Linked DNA regions of Mus musculus: region 2 is linked to region 1. A link is a contact called in public targeted proximity ligation data. All regions are on one chromosome and are shown on one strand. The core of a region is the stretch at or near the end of the contact, and the rest is flanking DNA. Distances in the headings are between cores, read along the strand shown. Region 1 holds the start of Pold4 (polymerase (DNA-directed), delta 4). Region 2 holds the start of Ap5b1 (adaptor-related protein complex 5, beta 1 subunit).

Region 1 (4,878 bases), core at 1,641-4,140:
ACCACATCCCTGTCACCTGTTCTCCGACAGGTTTTGTTAGCCTTGCTGAGCAGAGCCGTTTCACCACCTGTCTGCTTTCCCAACTCCATAGACTTTCCACCCACAGCTGCACTTGTATTTTCAAAACATAAGTTCAATGTTGTCATTCCTTAAAGCCATCCATATCTCTTTTCACTCACTGTAAAATCCAGATTTCTTATCATGGTCTACAATGCCCAATGGGACTGGCCTGCTGCCTGTTTGGCCTCATTCCCTTCTGTCTTCTTGTCTCCTTGTCTCCTGAGTTCCGACCTTCACATGCTTGTGTGAACAGTCTGAAAATGTTCCTGCCATTGAGCCTTTCTTGTCATTCTTTCTGTCTGTAACACTTACTCAGGTGTGAGCCCTCTCTGCCTTCCTTCTTTGTGTCTCTCTTTTCAAAGGCTTTTAAAACGATGGAGCCTTTCCTATCCTACTCTACAAAATATCTTGTTGACATTTTCTAACCCCCTAAAAGCCTCTCACCCTAATTTTACTTAATGCTGACCACCACATGACATAACTAGTTTCCATGATTGTTTTGCCTATATTTTCAGTGATATTGACACCCCATGGGATCTATAGTAGCAGGAACTTAGTAGCTGTTCATAAGTTGGGCATATTAGGCAGATTTTCTGCTGGCTGGTCAGGGAAGGAAACTTAGAGTGAGTTTCTACCAGGGAATACCAGAGGCCACTCAGCTTTTGAAAAGACTGCCTTAGAAAAATAGATATGGAAGCCTTGTGGTATAGAAACACAAGCCTTTAACCCCAGCACTTGGGAGACAGAGGCAAGTAGATTTCTGTGAGTTAGAAGCCAGCCTGGTCTATATAATGAGTTCTAGGACAAACAGAACTACATAGTGAAACCTTTTCCCCATTAATTAATTAGTTAATTAATTAATCACTTTACATCCCAGTCACAGCACTGTCCCCCGCCCCATATTGGGACCCTTTAATCTCAGCATTCAGGAAGCAGAGGCAGGCAAATTTCTGAGTTTGTAGCCAGCCTAAGTAAAGAAAAAAAAAAAAAAAAAAAAAAAAAAAAAGCCTGTAGCTGGCTCTCCAGCCCACTTACAGTTTGGGAACTGCCGGCTAGATTAGAGCATATTAAGAGATGTAAGGTCAGAATCTCAGGCTTAATGTACTTTATTGTAAGCATTAGTGAGCTCCTTGATCCAATAACTCACTCATCTGTGCCCTCAGCTAGATGCCCAAGGTGGGCCCTTTAGGTTATCTGCCGACATCTGGTTTATGCCAGCCTGTGCTGGATTTGCCACACCGTAGGTCAGGGGTGTGGCGGGTGGGCATCTGGTGGTCATGATTAGGGCGTGGAGGTGCTCAGCTTCACAGGTCCCAGGAGCTTCAGCAGCCTGCTGTTTAGATGGAGAAGAAGCTGAACCAGGAAGACCTCCACAGTCAGCCTGCTGTTTCTCCAAGGTTGGAATGAGCAGAGCAGGCCATGATGTCTGTCCTGAAGTTCTTGGTGGCTAGGAGGTGCCCAGAGAAGGACAACGTGGGGGTACCTCAGAGTGGGTAGAGATGCCACAGGCTGTGGAAGACAGGGTGGGAGAAGGAAGTCATAGCCACATCAGTTCTGTTCCTTGATGGACTGTCTCTAGTTCTTACTTACTTACTGCCTACAATCCTGTGGCTCTGGTGAACACCTCAGGACTCATGGATAGCTCCATGGGCCCTAGATATACCCGTCCCCCACCATCAGCTCATAGAGGTAAGGATCATTATCGAGATCTATCTCGAGCCAGACTCTTCTTGCTTGACAGGAAGGACCGTCTAAGTCTGTTCCCACTTCTCCAAGTCAAGGTAGCCCCTACGTAGACCAAGAGGGTGGCAGCTCCTGGAGAAGTCCCTGGTTCCCCTGAAAGCTGTCCCAGCCTATCCTGACCTGCATTGGAAGTGAGGGTCTTCAGGGTGTGCCTTCAACACTTGGTACACCTCTAGGGGGGGCTTCAAGCCCATCTGCTCTGCCCGACTCCAGCGCTGCAGCCTTGTGATACCTGCCATCAGGAAAAGAAGACAGGATAGGCAGGAGAATCCAGGATAGTGGACATGGACGGCAGTTTCTTGAGCCTCCATAGTCAGTTTCAGGAGACAGTGTCCAAGAGCTAGGCAGGATTACTTTTGAGACACATTGATAACAGAACTGATTCAGAGATGTGCCTGATGGGAGGGACTGGAAATGGGGTGCTCACCTGTACAAGGCCCATACTGCCAGGCCAGGTCAAACTGCCTCAGCAGCTCCAGCTCTGTTTCCTCCTGGCTGAGGGACTGGGTGTCTTCCCCTGCAATAACATGTGGTGGCTCCTCAGGCACATCCAGGCCTTTGCCCTACCCTGGACTTAGAGCTGTGACTCTATATCCTGGCAATCTCCCCACCCATTTGCCTTTGCCATCCAGCAGACAGACAGCTCATCGGAAGTGCGAGACATGCTAGCTTCCCTTTTTAGCCAACACACACACACACACACACACACACACACACACACACACACACACACAGAGTCCTTTCTGGTCACTTCATGTCCACTCTTCCTGCCACCCCCACATTTTAGAGACCTAGCTCGGGTGCCAGCTCTCCCTTGCTGTGCCCAGGGGGCCCCTCCCTCTTCTTCACAACAGGATAGGAGTCAGTGATGAACCGCTTCCGACCCATGGCGGCCACCCAGGCAGGCGGAGCAGGAGGCAAAGAAAAGGCAGGGCAGCGGGCCTGTGAGAGACAGCTGCTGAGAGTGAGAGAGGGGGCCAGAGAGAGATGGGCCAGCAATGGACAGACAAGTTGACCCAGACAAGCAGAGAGAGGAAGTCCCTAGGTTCCAGGGAATGACGCCTGTCTTCCGCCCCCACAAGCACGCAAACATCAGAGACCTAAGCAAATGGCAAACGGCCTTTGCGGGGCGGGACCTTAATTCTAGCCAATGGCAATCGGCAGAAGACGGGGGGCGGGGTAGCTGCTGCTGCGTTTCGAGTGAGGAGGGGTTAGGCGGAACCAAGAACCTGTCAAGATGCCCCAGACTTCACCACCTCCTCGGGTTTCTCATTGGTCCACTTGGGTCCCTTGGGACATATAGAGAGTTATCCTCGGCCTCTCACTTCCCGTTTTTCCTTCCTAGGCAAATGTTCTTTTCAGCCTCACTAATCCCCATGGCCAGTTTTTAAGTCCCCTGAGAACCTTTTTCTCCTGCCGGTTGGCCCTAGAGCGCTGTGGGATCAGATCTGTAGGTCCAAAGAGAGTTTGGACTAGTCCAGGTCCTTCCCTGCTGCTCTTACTGGCCCCAGGAGACCTTGCTGGAGAAACTCATGAGCTCAGAAGGCTCCTTTCTCACAGTCTGCTGGCAGAGCCACTGTCCACCCAGCCCAGGCATGCGGTTGCTGTGGCCGCTGTCAAGTCCCACAGCCTGCCTCTGTCCACTTTGCTAGTCAGGAAGATTCCATTCCAAGCAGGACGCCAGAAGTATAGTCTCCATTCTCCATGGGTTCATATCCCCAGTTCTTAACTGACAGATCTGCTCTGTTTTTTTGTTTTTGTTTTTTTCTGAATGTGTATCATGAGCAGAAAATAATTTCAATAAACCCAACCCTCATATTGGACTTTCCATGTGCCGAGTTCTAAGCATCTCCCACATGCTAACTCAAAATAGATATCAAAAGAGTTTTTTTGCAAGTGGGAAGTGTAGGCAAATTGTGATCAGTGCTCTTAGTAACAGCTACTGTGTAACTAACTAGCTTCCCGTGTGCTGCAGAAGTGCTCTTAGTAACAGCTACTGTGTAACTAACTAGCTTCCCGTGTGCTGCAGAAGTGCTCTTAGTAACAGCTACTGTGTAACTAACTAGCTTCCCGTGTGCTGCAGAAGTGCTCTTAGTAACAGCTACTGTGTAACTAACTAGCTTCCCGTGTGCGGCAGAAGCTCCCAGGCTTGCGCGGTAGAGAGAGGGACATACACAGTCGTTAGTCCTGGACAGGAGAGCAGGAGCACGAATGCCTTAGAGCTGGAGGAGAATGGTAGGCATTGGGAGAAGACCTCAGGAGGTAATTGCTGTAAACAGCGTCTCTCAATTCTCTACCCATGACCTTTGTTTTGGGGCTCCTGTCATCACTGACTCACCCCTACTACCACCTCCCCCTCACCAACTTCCTGGCAGCGGGTGAAAATGCTGGCCCGTGGGAGTCTGGGAACCAGCACTTGGACTGACCCAGCACTAATCACCCTCTGGAGAGCCCATCCGGTTCTTCCTTCCAGGGGTGCAAGGATGGCTGGTTGGAGGCCTTTGCCCTCCTTTTTGGAAGCTCTGTGATCTGGCTTAGGAAGCACTCGGCTGGCCTCCCGTGTGTGTGGAGGCAGAGAAGAGGACCCCTCCAAAGAGAAACCCACCAGTGGTGGGCAGAAGGTTGTGTCTCCAGGGACCTCCTCTTGCTAGCCTTCCCCCATTAGCTTCTTGAAGAAGAAGGAGCTGCAGGCACACTGCAAAGACCTGGAAGGCCTTTCTGGGACCCATTGTTTGGGGTGGCTCAGGTCTGATCCCTCCATCTGTCTCCTGGACATCTGGGAGAAGAGACCCTACAGAGTTGGGAAGGGGGACAGGGAGAATTCTCTACTAGGCAGGGAAAGGCACAGGCATTAGGTCTAGTGAGGCTCTATAGTGGGTAGCTCCTAGGCTCCGTGGGACTGACCACCACTCCTCCCTAAGAAGGCCTCAGATATTCTGGGGCTGTTCCCAAAGGTATGTGGCACCCACTTCCTGAGTCCACAAAGCCCTGAGGGAGCAGGGAAGCCTGGGTGGGGCAGACCCCTCCTCATTCCTGGTCCCTCCCACCCCTGAAAGCTGATAGCCGTGGGGCCTG
Region 2 (5,640 bases), core at 2,955-5,454, 1.3 Mb before region 1:
GTCCCTTTCCCCCAAAAATGTCCTTTCCTCAGAACGACTGCAGCCCACAGTTATTCTCTCCCTCAGCACCAGCAAGAGCTGTGTCAGCACGTCCTGTCCTACTAGGGTCTTCTCAGGGTGAAGGCTGGGGACTTGCGGCTACTGCAGAGCTCTGTTGAATGTGGTAATGGTGACATGTGGCCATGGGTGACAAAACCCTACTCCCTCCCAGCCTGACCCCAGGAAGCCACTTCCGCTGGCTGACTTCCTCAGCTGTGTGAGCCCTGCAGAAATGTTTCAAAGACGACAGGAGGTAATGTGTGTGGAAAATACCAGCCTGGTGCCTGGCAGCAGTGATGGCCTCCATGAACCTGCATCCTTGGTGTCCTGCACATTTAGAGAAAGGAGCTGAAGAAGTTCTTAAGTTCTTCTTTTGTTTTTGTTTTTGAGACAGGGTTTCTCTGTGTAGCCCCGGCTGTCCTGGAACTCACTTTATAGACCAGGCTGGCCTCAAACTCAGAAATCCACCTGCCTCTGCCTCCCAAGTGCTGGGATTAAAGGCGTGTGCCACCACACCTGGCTATAGATTGGGTTTCCTAAGGGCTGCTATTAAAAGCTAAGTTTGGGGGTTGTTGTTTGTTTTGAACCAGATCATGCAGGCCCACCATCTGCTCAGAGCCAAACCTTACTGGCACACCCTGTACAGTTAGGTGCAACCAGCTCTACCCAAGAAAAGGCTCTCTAGTCACCCTATCCAGGCTGCTACCTTATGATCTGAGTTCAGCTGAGGCCCAACCTCAAGCTCCAGCCTTCATGAGAAGTTGCAGTGATCTTGGGCCAGGTCAGATCCTATGAGAAACATATTTTTCAGACTATCTGAGCAGGAATTATGGAAGGCTGCAGTACTGGGACTAGTCTGGATCTTGCTGGGGGCTTATGACCCAATCCCAGTAAGTCTGCTCCAAAAGAAAACAGGCCAGGAGGAGTAGTCTGTGAATGGGATCTTATGGGGCAGGAGCTACAAGAAGCAGGCACAGCCACAGTGCAGTCCCACCTGGCATTACTCAGTGGGCTGCAAGCCCGCGGAGGTAGTCCCCTACCAGGGGCAGCACAGCCCAGTCATCAGTCCTTAGGGCTACAGGCACACCATCCACCTGAGCTTTCTCCAGGCGCAGCAGCAGCATGGAGGCAGGAGGCAGGCGGATGGCTATGAGGTAGGTGGTAGGGGGCTGAGCCAGCACTACAAAGGGCTCTAGGTACTGGGACACCAAGGCCTCCAGGCCCTGCTGCCCAAGTGGACACCACACACGGCTCTCTACGCCCTTTGGTAGGCAGGAGTTCCAGAGCTCATCGAAGAAACGCAACTCAGAGCCCTTAGGGAGCCGGGGGAAAGGCAGGAAGAGGTCAGCAAAGTTCACAGACAGGGGTGGCAGGCGGGCATGGCACGTGAGGCCAGCGGATGTGCTGTAAAGGGCCCGGACGTGTAGGCGGGCAGGGGCTGGGCATCGGGGCTGCAGAAGCAGGTACAGAGGATGCGCAGGTTGTCCCGGACGCAAGCAGGGTATGTGGACAGCCTCCAACGGCTCATAGAGCTGTCCTTCCACACGGAAGCGCAGCTCCAGCGAGTAGACGGGAGCATCCAGTGCCTGCACCTGCAGACACAGCACCGGGAGCGGGCCTTTGGCCTGCTGAGGCCCCACACTCAACTGAATTGGGGCTGAGGTCTCCTGCACCATCAGTGCTGATGAGAAGCCCTGGTTCTCCGCCATTAGTGACGAGGCCAGTGCAGGTGCAGCCAGTGAGGGGCCCAGCGCCATCCCCAACTTGGAACTTGACAGATGGGACAAGAGGACATAGTATAGTCGGGCATGGTCCCGTCCGTCAGCATTCTCTAGCTGTCTGGCCAGTTCCTGCAGCAAGTTGGCCAGACCATCTCCCCCGCCTGTCCGCAGCAGAGCACGGCACACCCGCAGTAGGGCCTGGTGGAGGCCCCAGTCGGTGCAGTGCACAGCTGCAGCCTGTAGAAAGCTGAGTGTGGTACTCTGAGTGGCCCCCTCTGCCACCTTTGCCAGCATCTGCAGGTGCCAGCAAAGGGCTTCGCTCTCGCCTGGCCTGGCCACCGCCTCTTGGAGCAGCACCTCCCTGAGGGGCTCTCTCAGCTCAGGGCTTACCTGATCTAAGAGGTCCACAAAGTGGGGTGCCAGGGAAGGCCGAGCTCGGTACAGTTGGGCCAGTCCGCGGATCAAAAATGTCTGTACTGTGGAGTGTCTAGTCAGGCAGTTAGTAACAAGGTATGAGGCTTGGAAACAGAGAGTGGCCAAGGCCCGGGGACCACCATCCAGGGCTGCCCTTTGCTGTAGCCCAGCCAGCACCTCCTGTAGGAACCACTGTGGGCCCTGAGTCTGGTCTTTCTCCTCTTCCTCATCGTCAGCACAGAGCAGACACAGCAAATGCAGGCGGGCCAGGAGAACCGTTGGGTCATGAAGGAGACTGGGCATGAGGCCCCGGCACAGCTGGGGCCCCAACAGCAGCGGGGCAGCCTCTTCCCCCTCTGGACCTAGTGGGCAATTCTCGGGGAAGCTCAGGATGCAATGCAGGTAAAAGAGGTGTGTGGGCGAGGGTAAAGCTGGGTGCTGGGCTCCCAAGGTGAGCCTGCGGAGGAGCAGAGCTTCATCCTGTGCAGTGAACAGGGCCTCGCCAAAGGCCGCCTTCAGAGACAGAACTGAGTGTAACAGTGTCAGCTGTGCCGTGCCCAGCAGCCGAACCAGCTGTGGCTTGAAAAGCACTGGTGGCTGTCCCCGAAGACCCCGGAGGGCCCAGCCCAACAGCCACAGAAGTTGAGCCTGAGCCACAGGAGTGAGCAGATAGGAAGTGTCCAGAAGCTGGGCCACGGCAGCCTTCAGCTCTCGGGCGTCCTCGGGGCTGGGCTCTAGAACCGGAAAGCCACGCTCCTCCTCCCCAGCTGTGGGCCAGCTGGGCCCCTGGGGCTTAAGATGGGCATCCCATTCCTCAGCCAGGGTCCAGTCCCAGGGACAACTCCCAGTGGAGAAGTCCTCAGCCACCAGCAGGCCTTGCAGGCCAGCCCCAGACCTGGACTGTACCACCAAGGTGTCGTGTAGAACAAGGGCCAGAAGCAGGCTGACAGGCTGGATGGGACCTGTTTGCCCTGGGAGGCTCCGCAGCATCCCCAGGGCGCCGGCCAGCAGCCCAGGCTTACAGCGCTCAAGTTCTCCAAGGCATTCACAGGCTGTGGCCTGTAGATGGCGCTGTTCTGAAGGGGTTCCAAAGCTTCGTCCCAAGTCTCGGCCTGAAGCTAAGCCAAGAAGTAAGGGCAGAAGCCGGCAGGAAGCTCCCGAAGTGGGTCCGAGAGCATCTCCTGACACCAGGGCTGTAGTGGCTGCCAACAACAGGAGCCTCCGGAGAGCTGAAGGTCTTGTGGGCAGGAGGACAAGCGTGTCCAACAGGGAAGTGGCAGCAGCCTCCGCGGCAGGTGCATCAGGCCAAAGTTTATCAGAGTACTCCAAGCTCAGTGTCAGTAAGGAAACCTGAGATGGGGGATTTAAGAGGAACTCGTTGAGTTCAGCATGCGGTAGTATGAAGCAACCATATGGACCACGGCAGGGCACACGGGCAGGACCTACCTTGGTCTGCTCGCTTAGCTTTTCACTCCTTAGGTCACTCAACAGGTCGCGACCCAAATCCTCACCTTCGGCACCTGCCAGAAAGGCGGATGGGCTGGCTCGGAAGGCCCCCAGGCGCTGGGCCCAGGCTTCTCGACCTAGGGGCCCCATGGTCAGTCATCCACTTCTCTGTAAAGGGAAGAGAGCATCAGACACCGAGGCGAGGACGACGCGCAGGCCTTTACGGCCACTAGAGGGCGCCCAGGTCCTCCACCTTCCCGAGGGGCTGCTGTTACCCTAGGGCCGTCTTGCAGACCCCTCCCCGCCCCCCAATGCCTAGGTCCCGAGATGAACTCTGGAGGCTTCGGAGATAATGCCGGAAGCAACAGCCCGGGCCCCTGCAGGATAGGACCCGCAGGATCGGGGTGGGGGTGCCCAGAAGGTGCGTGCGGAGAGCTCATTAAGCCTCCCGCCTACGAAGGGCATCGAAACCACAGCGTCGCTCGCGCCCCTGGCGCCCGTGGTAACGGGTCGGCCTCTCTCACCGCTTGAGTCAGCTGCCGCGGGCGCTCGGTCGGCTCCTTCCGGGCTGGCAGGCTGGCGGCGCGGGCCGGGGCGGGGCGCGGCGCTCGGCGCGTGGGCGGCCGGGACGGGGCGAGCCCGGGGGCGGGGCGTAACGGAGCCTCCGCCTGCCACGCCCGCCAGGCCGGCAGGTGCCGACTCGCCGGTTTCGCCAGGTCTGAGTAACTGTCTCGCCGTGCAGGCCCCCTGCCCCGAAACTGCCGCAGGCACGGGCAGGGGCGGGGTTTGGTGGGCCGGGCTCCCGGTCCGCTCCCCGATGGAACTGCGTTCCCAGGCCCTGGAGCAGAACAGCGGCTTGGGCAGATCGGGAAGGCGGCCAGCGCGTCCCCCAGTCCTCCCGCCCGGGCCCGGTGACTGCGCGCTTGGCCCGGCTGCTTGAATGCGGGTCTTCGGGCGGCCGCTGGGTGGCGCGCGAGGCGCAGTCCCAGGGCAGAGCAGGAAGAGCAAGGCGTGGGTCACTGCGGGACCGGTCGAACCGGCGCCGCAGGGCTTGGCTTGGCGTCCTCAACGCTGACCTGGCGTCGGGGGTGCTGGGGGGGACCACCTCGCTCTGCTTGGAGGCGAGGACCCGGGGCCAGGGTCGCAGCCGGATGGTAGCTGCTGACCTTTGCCCGAAGTCGCACGGATTGCCTACAGGGGTCGGGCGCGCTAGAGTAGAGCGAGCAGGGCGGGACCTTAAGACGCAGCGAAGCCGAAACACAACGGGATCCTGACTCTAGGTGTGCGTGTTGGCGGGGCCTGGAGGGTCACTCAGCTCGTAACACACCTAATATGAACCGAGAAACCAAGGCTTGAGAAGACAACGGCCGGGCTGCCAGACTTCTGGCCAAGTAGTACACACGCTACCTACTAGAGTCCAGAGGACTGTATCTGGGCTTGTTGGCGAGTCCCAGGCTGTGGGTGCTCACTGGCCCGCTAGTTTCAGGGGCTCAGACCTTCTGTCGTCCAAATCTCATACTCACCGTCCTATAAAGCCTCCTGCTAGCCACTTTGAAGATGAAACACCTGAGCCCCCATTGCTAGCCTCTGGCTATTTCTTTGTCTTTGTCCCTTTGGGTGGCCCAAGTTCCTTCCTAGCCCCTTATCCTGACCTGGCTGCAGATGAGAGTGGTGAGGTAGGGTCCTAAAAAGAAGACTGCCTGGGCCCCCAGAACAAGGGTAGAAGAAGAGAGAATGGAGACATGGGGGCGTTGGGGGAGGCACGGGGAGCTAGAAGACCTGGTCTCTGCTCTTCTGGGCTCTGGCTCCACAGCTGACTCACAGGCGACAGCTCTAAACCACTTCCCTCTAGGTGCCTCAGTTTCCCCATCTATAAATTGGGAGTGATGACTCCTGTTTAAGAAGCTTTGGGGTGGGGCGCCCGGCTAATTAGGCCCAAGATGAAAGAGGCCAGGGTGAGAGCAGCCCTGGGCTGGGAAGGCAGGTTGGAGTAGGAGCCTGTCTGGTTGCCCTGTCTGAG

Evidence for each region.
Region 2: a targeted proximity ligation map of pancreatic cancer cells shows a contact between it and region 1. A contact is called at or near these places in 1 of 39 promoter capture datasets (liver) and 1 of 130 datasets of targeted methods (pancreatic cancer cells).

The regions. Positions count from the first base shown.
Region 1 is chr19:4,229,905-4,234,782 of GRCm38.p6, reverse strand. Pold4 (polymerase (DNA-directed), delta 4) reads right to left here and starts at 2,890. Exons shown (of 4, transcript NM_027196.4): 1 at 2,595-2,890; 2 at 2,231-2,320; 3 at 1,924-2,035; 4 at 1,149-1,569. The coding sequence starts at 2,691. The coding sequence ends at 1,545. It overlaps Gm45928 (predicted gene, 45928), which reads right to left. Exons shown (of 4, transcript NR_132309.2): 2 at 2,231-2,320; 3 at 1,924-2,035; 4 at 1,151-1,569. The region is part of intron 2 of LOC102631992 (a long non-coding RNA gene); the gene reads left to right.
Region 2 is chr19:5,566,588-5,572,227 of GRCm38.p6, reverse strand. It overlaps Ap5b1 (adaptor-related protein complex 5, beta 1 subunit), which reads right to left and starts at 4,204. Exons shown (of 3, transcript NM_001362046.1): 1 at 4,145-4,204; 2 at 3,621-3,788; 3 at 967-3,524. The coding sequence starts at 3,770. The coding sequence ends at 1,044.